Regions from separate parts of the Sus scrofa genome. Here region 1 is linked to region 2. Evidence: chromatin contacts called from public Hi-C data. All regions are on one chromosome and are shown on one strand. Each heading gives the region's core, a stretch centred on a gene start, on an enhancer-like site or on the middle of the called end of the contact. The rest is flanking DNA. Distances are from core to core; before and after follow the strand shown.

The links. Hi-C and Micro-C count contacts between places; a contact is called where the count stands out from the background.
Region 1: a contact with region 2 is called in a Hi-C map of embryonic fibroblasts, with 1.6 times the contacts expected there. The contact joins the promoter of SSB here to the promoter of BBS5 in region 2. A contact is called at or near these places in 2 of 5 promoter capture datasets (liver and skeletal muscle) and 2 of 47 Hi-C or Micro-C datasets (embryonic fibroblasts and heart right ventricle).

The regions. Positions count from the first base shown.
Region 1 is chr15:76,087,215-76,089,914 of Sscrofa11.1, reverse strand. SSB (lupus La protein) reads right to left here and starts at 1,328. Exons shown (of 12, transcript XM_001924998.6): 1 at 1,179-1,328.
Region 2 is chr15:75,849,597-75,852,296 of Sscrofa11.1, reverse strand. BBS5 (Bardet-Biedl syndrome 5 protein) reads right to left here and starts at 1,437. Exons shown (of 11, transcript XM_005671912.3): 1 at 7-1,437. The coding sequence starts at 65. It overlaps LOC110257198 (a long non-coding RNA gene), which reads left to right and starts at 18. Exons shown (of 2, transcript XR_002339480.1): 1 at 18-172; 2 at 1,431-1,943.

The sequences.
Region 1 (2,700 bases), core at 79-2,578, 240 kb before region 2:
GATTTGAGAGCCTGGGGACACTAATACAACATTAAACTAGGAGTATGCCTATTAATTTTCTAATATATTGGTTAATCTTACAGCCAGTTTCCTGTTTCACATCCCCGACAATAACACTGCAGGAAAAAAAAAATCCCGGACAATACCAACTGTGAAGTTGGTTTGCTAGGAATAACAAAGTCTTCTGACTTCAAATTACTTGCTTCTAGTGCTCTACCAAACCATCGAAATACAATGTTCAATAGTGTATTTATAAGGATTCATCAAGGATATCTGCCATTGATCAACTCTAACGATGAACTGTGACTGGTACACTTCTTGGAAGCATCATTTTATATACTATAATTGCTATGCAACAACCTGGATGCACAATGGAAAATCTCATACGGTGCAACATTTCTTTACAAAATATGATCAATCTTATGAACTGGTTTGTCGACCACAATTTCTAAGCTATTACCGTGATGTAGGGCCCCCTACAAAGAAAAGGGTGAGATAAAAGAACTATTTAGTCCTCGTAAGACTTCTTGGGCCTACCCAATTTTGGAACTTCGTTTCATGAGATACCTTCCCAGAATGTACAACTAAAAGTGTAACATTTACCCACACTTTCCAATTTCCCCCCGAAGCCTTTTTGTGAGTCAATGAGAACCATAAAAATCCAAGAGGGACGCCAGGGGAACGCCTGCGGCCCCTATTCCTCGGCCTCCAGTCTGTATCACATGATCCAAAAAACCCGTCGGCGTTTAACCCACGCCAACCTTCCCACAAACTTACACAGTCGAACATCTGCTTTCGGCGACACAGGAAAGCGGTGGAGGTACGAAACCTTAAAGATGCAGTGGGGGAGGCGGGCAGCCCGCGTCCAAAGAACGCGCGAGCGCCGCGTCCCAAAGCAACCATTGGATCGCCTGGGCCCCAGTCAAGTGCGGGAAACCTCCCCCTGCTCCTACGAGGAACGAACCTCGCGATGGCCTGCGCACCTCCCCCCGCCGCCCCGCCACCAGCTCAGCGCGCCGCCTCCGGCTGCGGCCCACGCGGCGCTCGCCCCGAACGCGAGGAAGGCGAGGGGCGGACGCACCCAGCGTGAGGCAGCAAGGAAAGGGAACGCGCCGTCGCGCGCCACGCAAAGCAGACCCTTTTGTACCTTCATCTCTTAGCTACCGGGAGTTGCTCACCTTTAAGTTCCCGGTCCCACACAGCCGCGCCACAGGGTCACTAACAGCGACAGCAACGTCCGGACTTCCCAACGCCGCCAAATGCCCGACGCGCGTAAAGAAGATGGGGGCCGTCCCGGCAGCCCTTGCGGCCAGAGTGGGCGGGGCTTCGGGCGTGCCGGAGCCGGTTCCGCGCTCTGAGCATGCGCCTGGGCCTCGGGCCCGAGGCCACAGGAGTCCCACCCACCGTTCGAGGAGATTGGGTTAGGAAGTCCCGCCGGATATTGAAGGGTGTTAGGATAAATGTTTCTTTTTACGTATTTCTGGATGGCATTTGTATTTCCAGCCCTTCATTAGGCTCTCTGTTTTCTAAAATGTTTGTTTTTTTCCCCTAGAAGCTATCCTTTTAAAAATTATTTAAATTTTCAGTGATTTTTCTCCCTTAAAAAAAAAAAGACAAATTTTTTAAAAAAGGAAAGACGGAGTTTTAGAGTTGAGATAACAATAGAGAGTTCAAGAGCTGGAATTCTGAAATCACACTGCCTGTATTCAAATAAAGGCTCTTCAGTTTACAGACTGTGACCTTGGGCACTTTACTCAACTTCTCTATCCCTCACATGTAAAATGGAGCAAATAATAAATATCACGTATCTCATACAGTTGTGAGCATTAAATGTGATAAAGCATATATACCTTGCCAGGAACTGTGCCTGACATATAGTAAGAGAAGCAGCATATATTAATTTAAAACAAACAGGAGTTCCCGTTGTGGCTCAATGGTTTAAGAACCCGACAAGTATCCATGAGGATGTGGATTAGAGGATCTGGTGTTCCCCGAAGCTGGAGTGTAGGTCGCACACCCGATTGACCCAGCGTTACTGTGGCTGTGACTGATTGGACCCCTAGCCTGGGAACTTCCATATGCAGCAGGTGTGGCCTTAAAAAGGGGGGGCGGGGGGACAAAACTTGTCATTTTAGTAGTTCCCATCATGGCTCAGTGGAAATGATTCTGACTAGTATCCATGAGGATGCAGATTCCATCCTGGCCTCGCTCAGTGAAGTTAAGGATGCAGTGTTGAGGAGAACTGTGGTGTAGGTCACAGATGTGCTTCTATATGGCATTGCTGTGGCTGTGGCATAGGCCAGTGGCTACAGCTCCCATTCGACCCCTAGCCTGGGAACCTCCATATGCTGCGAGTGTGGCCCTAAAGACAAAAAAAAAAAAAAAAAAAAAAAGTCATTTTAGATGACCAAAATGCTATCTAGTTCGGAAATCTGTTGCCTCTACTAAAGACTTTTCCTATTAGTACATTTTTTGCACAATAATTTTAGTTTAAATGTTCCTTTTTGTTGGAGTTCCCTCTGTGGCACAACAGGATGAATGTGCCATCCTCCTCCTCCTCCCCTCTCCCTCCATCCATGCGCAGGGATGACGGTTCCCTCCCAGGAGGGCAGTGGGTTAAGGATCCTGTGTTGCTGCAACTGTTGTGTAGGTCACAATTCTAGCTTGGATTGGATCCCTGGCAGGGAACTCCATATGTCC
Region 2 (2,700 bases), core at 188-2,687:
ACTCACTGTGCGGACACATCGAAGCGGACATCCCGGTCCTCCCAAAGCGCGTCCAACACCGACATGATGTCCGCAGAGGTGGAGGCCGAGCGGCGTCTCGCCGGTACCAAGGCAACGGAGCCACCTCGGTCACGACGTCTACGGGGGGTGCCGAGGCCCAAAATTCCTCCAGGTAGTCTGCGCGCTTTCCGGCCCTAGTCGACTGGTAAAGCCGATTTGAGGCTTTCGGCAAGATTGTGCGACTCAGGGAAGCGTAGCTGGCCAGCTCTCAGGAGCGGGTGCTTGACTTATGAGCGACCTTCCTCGCCTCCTGGCACGCCTCCTTATGCTGCCCCACTCATTCCCTACATCTCTCCTTGCTGCTAAGATTTAGACTTAAAACTAAATTCCTCAACTGGCCCAGCCCACCTTTTGGAGTCCTCGCGCCTTTTGCCCACTCTCCACCCCGGCTGGACTCAGAGGCCTCTTTCTCTGTCTGGAACTCTTGTTTCTCCAGATCTCTGCATGGCGGTCCTTTATCACTCAAGTCTCCCCTCAGAAGTGAACTGAAGCGGTCGTTAAGCTTTCTTCTACTAAGTGCCCCGAGGACGGGGCCTGCTGGAGCTAGTTCCCTTCGAGCAGAGCCCAGCACAGAGTAGGCACTCAATGAGTACTTTTTGAATGAATCAAAGTGCCGTCCTTTCCTCAGCTTGGGACACTTTAAACCAGTGGTTCCAGGTGTGATCCGAGAATTCCAGGAGGTCCTCAAGATCCTTGCAGGGTGCTGACAAGGTCACAGTGTATTCATAATAACATTATTTGCCTTTTTAACTCTCAATCTTTGCATATACAATACAGAGGAGTTTTTCAGAGGCCATATGATGTGGAATTGATTGTGGAAGAGAAATGAGAAGACAGCTGTCTTAACAGTAAGCTGGACATTAGAAAGATTTGCAAAAATGTAAAGCAATCTTACTCTCCTCACAGATTTTTTGAAAAATATGTGAAAATATAACATGTTCATTTATAGTGAGGTTATTTTTACTTTTTAATGAATTCGGTGAATTTTTAAATAGCTCAATAGATATCAGTAGGTATAGCCTATATAAACAAAAGCTCTTTCAGCATGAAGGGGTCCTGAGATAAAAAGCTTGATAATTGCAGCTTTAATTTCTCTGGTGCTCCTGTGTATCAGTCTCTGTGCCAAAGATGGGATACTACTAATATGAAAGGCATGAGGAGTTTTTCTCAGGTTGAAGAGTGTAACTGAGACAAAGGAACATGTGGTGGACACATACTAAAGTGGCCCCCAGTGAGTCATGCCCTTGTATAGTCCCCTGCCCTTGGATGTGAGCAGAACCTGTGACTTGCATCTAGCCAATAATATATAAAAAGGATGATGGGATGTAAAAGTGATGGAATATCCTTCCCTCCTTTATACTATGTTATAGAAGACTGGATCTCAGCTGACTGAGCAAGAGAGACTCTCTTGTTTTCCTTGAAGAAGCCAGCTGCTGTGAGACCTCCTTTACTCCAGTGGCCTCATGTTGTATAGGTGCAAGGACCTGAAATCTGCCAACAACCTGAATGAGGTTGGAACCAGATCTTTTCCCCATTAAAACTTCTGATGAAGCTTTAGCCCCAGGAAATATCTGGATTGCAGCCAGTTTGTATCCCTAAGCAAAAAACCCAGGTAAGTCATGCTTGGATTTCTGATCTATAGAAACGCAGATAAAAAATGTCTGTTGTTTTAAGATGTGGTCATTTGTTAAATACTGCAATAGAAAACTAAGATGAGCATTCCTGCTGTGGTGCAACTGGATAGGCAGTGTCTTTGGAGCGCTTGGATGCAGGTTTGATCCTTAGCTGGGATCAAAGGTCCTGGCCTTGCCCCGTTTATGACTTGGATCTGATCCCTGGCCAGAGAAGTCCATATGCTGCAATATGACAAAAAAAAAAAAAAAGAAATAAAAAAAATCTAAGACAGATATTGGTATCAGGAGTGTTGTGCTACTTTAACAAACGGCAGAGGTTATTAAATCCAGCAAAATTCTACTGGTAGGAAGCAGGCTGATAAAGTTACCTGCAAACATATACTACATTTCATGAAAAAGGAAAGATGGGGAGTTCACACTGTGCCTCATTGGTAATGAACCCTACTAGTATCAATGAGGATGCAGGTTCAATCCCTGGCCTCGCTCAGTGGGTTAAAGATCTAGTATTACCTTAAGCTGCAGCATAAGTCACAGATGCGACTCAGATCCAGTCTTGCCATGGCTGTGGTGTGGGCTTCAGCTGCAGCTCTGATTTGACCCCTAGCCCATGAACTTCCATATGTTGCAGGTGCAACCCGAAAAAGGGAAAAAAAAAAAAAAAAAGAAAGAAAGAAAGAAAAGAAAAAGGAAAGATGATTCTGAGGAAAGAAGCAAGAGCCTAGAGGGCATAGCTAAGAGCCATGAAAGATTAATTCCCAGATCTTAAAATTTAATAAAAGTCCAACATTTGCCAGAATGGATGTCAGAATTTTTATATGCCAGTGACTCATTTGTACCTTCCATTTCCCCACTTTTTAACTGGAATGTCTCTAATGTTGTCCTGTGTCTGTCCCACCATTGAATGATGGGAATGTTGGGATCATCAGTCTCTTTAGTTTCACAGGTCATCAAGGGGCATCGTGCTTCAAGGAACTGCTCTTAATACAGTCAGGAGCCTCATTTGCTC